Linked DNA regions of Gossypium raimondii: region 1 is linked to region 2. A link is a contact called in public Hi-C data. All regions are on one chromosome and are shown on one strand. The core of a region is the stretch at or near the end of the contact, and the rest is flanking DNA. Distances in the headings are between cores, read along the strand shown. Region 1 holds the start of LOC105776380 (transcription initiation factor TFIID subunit 1). Region 2 has its middle 18 kb from the start of LOC128033906.

Region 1 (2,700 bases), core at 178-2,677, 72 kb before region 2:
GTTGAGGAAGAGCTAAGAAGTATGAAGTGAAATCATGGGTCCTTTAACAGAAACAAAGTCCTTCAGATCCAAAGGAAGCTAACCTCAAATAATTATTATATCATTTATAATTCCCATATAAAATCCAGTGCCACAAGTTTTTTTTTTTTTGTTAGTTTAAATGTTAAATGATGTGTCAGTATCATTAGTGCTTTCGACTAATTTGCTTGGGTTCGCTAGTCTGAATTTGATCCTAATTTAGTTACAGAATATCCTTTTCTATGGCCTTTATTTTACATGGCTTGAGTCTTGTAATTGAACTAAATGAGATTGGCGAGTTTATTTCTCCAAACTTGTAAGAGTTTCATTCAACTTGATTCATATTTAATGGAGTTGAATTTGACAGGAATTTGCAGAACAAACGAGTTTATAAAAAACATGGTTATTCTCTGTATTTAAATTAAATTTAGCGATTCTTCAAATCAAATGAACTTTTGCACACCATGCACTTCATTCTAAACTCAATTAGAAATAGTTCACTGAAGCTTCAAGAGGCTTCTGTTCCACCACTCTTCAGGTGCAAAATCCAAATTAATATAAGCCTAAATCCTAATTGCTCCTTAAACACTAAAATAAGTACATTTACTTCTTCAGCAAAAACAAAAAGAAGCATAAAAGGCGAAGTGTTGCACTCTCCTTCCTCACATCAGCTTCATTTTATCCTATGCTCTCATCCAAACCCAGCTCCACCAAAAAGGCGAAGTGTTGCACATTCCAAACCCATCAAGAACTTGGGATTCCACATACTACTTAACATACAAAGTAAGCAAAGAACGAGCTTTAACGGCTTCATAAACGGCCACAACAGCGTAGAAATGTTTTGTTTAGGCTCACGCATAAATTGCCAACAATTTAAGCTCCGAGAAGAAAAGGGGATCAAATTATAAAAGAAAACTTACGTCATCAAGATAATCAGCATCAAGATCACCGGAGTTATCGACATTCCCAAACATAAAACCCAGAAGCCGATTACTCCCACCAGCTTCCTCCTCGTATTCTTCTTCATCGTCATCTTCATCTGCTCAAAAGAATGAAAAACAAAAGAGGCTTTACAATTCAATCCAAAGTAAAGGAAATGAAAGTGAAAAATATGTGAAATTGAAGACCTTGGAAGCTAGAGTGACCCATATTTCTTTATTTCTGCAAATCGAAGAAAACTGAAGAAAACCTAGAACAATTTAACCTAACCTAAACCCATGAAGTTCTTTAAGGGCTTTGGGGATTGAACTGAGAGAGAAAAGAATTAGAGGAAAGAACAAAATTTCGGTTTGATGGTTAATAAAAGAGGGAAATTAACAGAAAAAAAATTAAAATTAAAAAATATACATTTATCTGAATTTTTATAAAAAAAAATTGTGAAAATTGTATATAAGTGCTGGAAAACGAGCGACAAATTAAACTGAAATTTGGTTGCAGAGGCCAGGGGTATTTATAGAGGAGCTGTCGTCGAGTTCGATTTTTAGAATCTTAACGTAAATGGGCCAATTACCCACGTGTCTAATATCCGGTCCGACTTGAGATTTTTTAGCCTTTTTAACTGTTTTACGGCCCAATTTGATTCCACGGAGTTTTTCTTTTACTATCTTCGGTATTAATTTTAGGTTTTAGGTTTTGGAGTTTATTTTAAGAATATTCTCTTTATTTTATAGTTTTTAAATATTATTTGGTAAAATTTTCAAAAGAAATTATAAATATTTCTTAAAAATTCAAGTAAATAAAAAGTTAATCATAACTCTTATATAATATATTTCAAAAAAAATAGTTTTTATATAATACTTTTAAGTTAATTTTAATATAGAATCATTATTTTCACATCATACTAATTAAATTAATTTTTAGTGGCCGTAATTTTAAATTTATATTCCAAATATGCTCCAAAATGTGATGGCTCGAATTGGTTTTTTATTTCTCGCTTACCTTGAAATGAAGGGCGGCAGCAGAAAGGTAGGTAGGGGTTTATCCGGAAAATTTAATTTTTTACCTTTTGAAATTTGTAAAATTTTAAATTACTACACAGTAAATTTATACTTTTCTCTGTAAAATAATAATATTTTAATATTTTAAATGGTGAAATTATATTTTAATTCTTATAAAATTATACAATTTAATTCCATCATCCCTGATAAATTTTCTAACTAATCATACTTATTTCAAAAATATTTTTTTATTGATTTGAGGATGAGTGAACTACCTCTAGTAAGATAATTTAAACCTTCAAATCAAGTTGTCTCGATGAAATTTTGAATGCACTAAATCCTTTTTCTTCACCCTTCGATATAAATTTTATTTAATTTGTGACATTATTTTATCATATATATAATAATTTTAATTTAATACTTCTATTTAAACACTTTATTATATCGATATTATCATTAATTGAGTCGTCAACTTAATTATGAAATTATAGAAGTATTTTTTCTTTTAAACTATAATTAATTTATTATTATGATATTTTGTCTTTTCATATTTTATATCGTATTTAAATAAAATAATTTAAAACTATAAATCTAAGGATCAAACACATATTCAATAGTATTACAATACAAGTTCATTATTGTTCTACCTATATATTTATTATCGAATAAATTTTAAAAGAAAATCTTTGTAACTTAAAAAATTCTATTATATATATGAATAATATTTGGTACACCGTCAGTGAAG
Region 2 (2,700 bases), core at 128-2,627:
TTTATTGGTACATCCTCATTGTTTTATACTTCCTCATGTTTTATGGAATTCTCTCGTAAGTTTTGGTACTTTTAATATTTCTTAATATTCCCTCATAATTTTTATGTATCCTCATATATTTACATCCTCATATTTTTGGTATCCCTCATAACTTTTGGTATCCGATCATAATTTTGGTACTTCCTCATATTTTTTTTGGTTTTCTTTCATAATCTTTTATACATCTAAGTTTTGGTACTTTCTCATAATTTTGGTACTTCCTTATATTTTTTGTATTTTCTCATATTGATTTGTATTCTATCATAATTTTTTGTATTGTTTCGAAAGGAAGGTTTGGTACGATATATAATTTTGGAGTAAATAAAAAATATTATTTTAAATATTAAGAAATTTGTAGCGACCTAAAAATTTTTGCTCGGGCGCTAGTCAAAGTGATTATGGAAAATTTAAAAGCAGAGTCTCGATTTTATTTAAAAAAAAGGGAGTCGCCACCGATCTTTTTTTTTCTAGGTGTGATCGGTCACCTATTAAATTCTCTTTTTAAAAGATAATTTTTTGAAATTTTCTTTAAAAGAGTCAATTTTAGATCCACGTTAAAAAATCCAGAGAAAATTATAGTTCGGGAGTCGGTTACGCGCGAGGAAGGTATTAGCACCCTAGCGACGCCCAAAATTGGTATCTCGTTAAGTGCGTGTTGTCTTAATTTTCAAAAATACGAGTTCAATTTAATATTTAATCGTGATCCGATTGAAACACAAGAATTTTTTTTTAAAACACGAGAATTTGTTGAAAATACGAAAACACGAATTTTTTTAAAAACGCGAAAGTTTTGATAAATTACATGTTATCGTACTATATACATTTTTAAAGACAAAATTTTGATAAATTTACTGATAATTACAAAAATACATATTTTATTTCAAAACACGAGAATTTTTAAGTTTTTCATTTTTTTAAAAGGGCGTCCCGAATTTAACACGAGCCAAATATATTCACCCAACATAGCGATGAAAATATACGACTTAATGTTAAATCGGTTCGTCGCCTTATTTATGAAAATTAAAAATAATAAAATTAAATAAGAAGTATAAAAAAATGCTAAAAAAAACCAAGAATATTAAAGATGAAATGTCATAAAAATACGTAAATTAAATTAAAAGTGAGTAAAAAAGAAAATTACCAAAAACTCGAAAATACGAGCTTGATGAACGGAATACACGACCTTTTTTCCTTTTTTCTTTTTTTCTTTCATCTTTTCTCTTTTTTTTTTCTTTTTTTCTTTCTTTTTTCCTTTTTTTCCTTCCTTTATTCTGGACTGGGCTGGGCTAGCTGTTGGGCCTGCTGTTGGAACGGGCCTGGGGGCCTGCTGATGCTGGGATGGGTTTGCTGGCCTGCTGTTGGGCCTGGCGCTGGGTTGGGCCTGCGCTTGGGCTGGCCTGCTAGGCCTGCTATGGGAGTTGTTTTTTTTTTTTGCTGCTGTATTTTTTTTGGGGGTTGCGGTTCTGGTGGGCTGCTCAGGTCAGGTGCGGGTTGGATCCGAGTTGGGTCAATCGACCTGACTATTTTAAAAAAAATTATTTTTTTCTCTTTTTCTTTTCCTTTTTTTTCCATTCTTCTTCTTTTTCTTCATCTTCCTTCTTCTTTTTCAAAACCTTAGCTTGCCCTGCCGCCTCTTTCACGCCGCTGCTGCCGTCGTCTCTACCGTTGGGCCGACGTCGAAGGCTCTTCTCTTCTCCTCTTTTTTTCTTTTTCTTTTCTTTCTTTTCTCTTCTCTTTTTTCGAAAAAGCTCTCTTTTTTTTCTTTTTCGTTTTGTGGGGGGGTCTTGATTTTGGGGTTTTAAACCCATTTTATAGTGATTTCTTTGCTTCTTTTTGTAGGTGGCAGGTTGCTAGGGAGAAGGGAGGCCATACCCTAGGCCGGTGGCCGAAAATCGTGGGGATTAGGTGCGCAAATCAAGTTTGGCTGCCAGAAGGACCAGATTGCAAACGCAGCAAAACTTCTGGGGCCAAAATATAATTTTGAGAAAATTTAGGAGTCAAAATGTAATTTTGAAAAGTTTATGGGTCAAAATGTAATTTCAAAAATTTTAAGGGTCAAAATATAATTTTAGAAAAAATTAGGGGTCAAAATGTGATTTCAAGAAGTTTAAGGGTCAAAATATAATTTTTTATTTTTTTTATTTTTTGAATTTTTAAAAAAAATTAAACACGACAAAACCCGGAGAAAATTTAGTGCTTACAGCTGCCCCTCTTTGCTCATCACTGTGAAACAGGGATAGAGCAAAGACTTAAAAGCATTGAATTTTGTTCGACTATCCAAAATTTTATTTTTATTTAAAAAATAGAAATCGAGAAAAGCTCTGCGTGCGATTCTTTTTTTTTTTTGAAAAATAGAAATTGAAAAATACCTCGGCTTGTGACTTGAGGCTCAACTCACCTCTCGCAATATGAGTTGATTTTGAAAAAAAAAAAAGAAATTAAAAAATACCTCGTCGTGTGACCTGAGGCTCAACTCACCTCTCGCAATATGAGTTGATTTTTTTTGAAAAACGGAAATTTAAAAGAAATACCTCGGCATGTGTCCGAGGCTCAACTCACCTCTCGCAATATGAGTTGATTTTTTGAAAAAAACAGAAATTTAAAAAAAATACCTCAGCATGTGACCTGAGGCTCAACTCACCACTCGCAATATGAGTTGAT

The links. A called contact is a pair of places that touch in the nucleus more often than the background predicts.
Region 1: a contact with region 2 is called in a Hi-C map of leaf, with 1.7 times the contacts expected there. The contact joins the promoter of LOC105776380 here to the enhancer-like site in region 2. A contact is called at or near these places in 2 of 2 Hi-C or Micro-C datasets (both in leaf).

What each region holds. Positions count from the first base shown.
Region 1 is chr10:21,142,301-21,145,000 of ASM2569854v1, reverse strand. LOC105776380 (transcription initiation factor TFIID subunit 1) reads right to left here and starts at 1,427. Exons shown (of 21, transcript XM_012598995.2): 1 at 1,146-1,427; 2 at 939-1,057. The coding sequence starts at 1,167.
Region 2 is chr10:21,069,843-21,072,542 of ASM2569854v1, reverse strand. No RefSeq gene overlaps it. Among protein-coding and RNA genes, the nearest start is that of LOC128033906, 18 kb to the left of the region's middle. Within about 2 kb of position 1,377, the one cell type or tissue checked has open chromatin away from gene starts, as enhancers often do. A contact at or near this core is called in leaf, where this site is marked.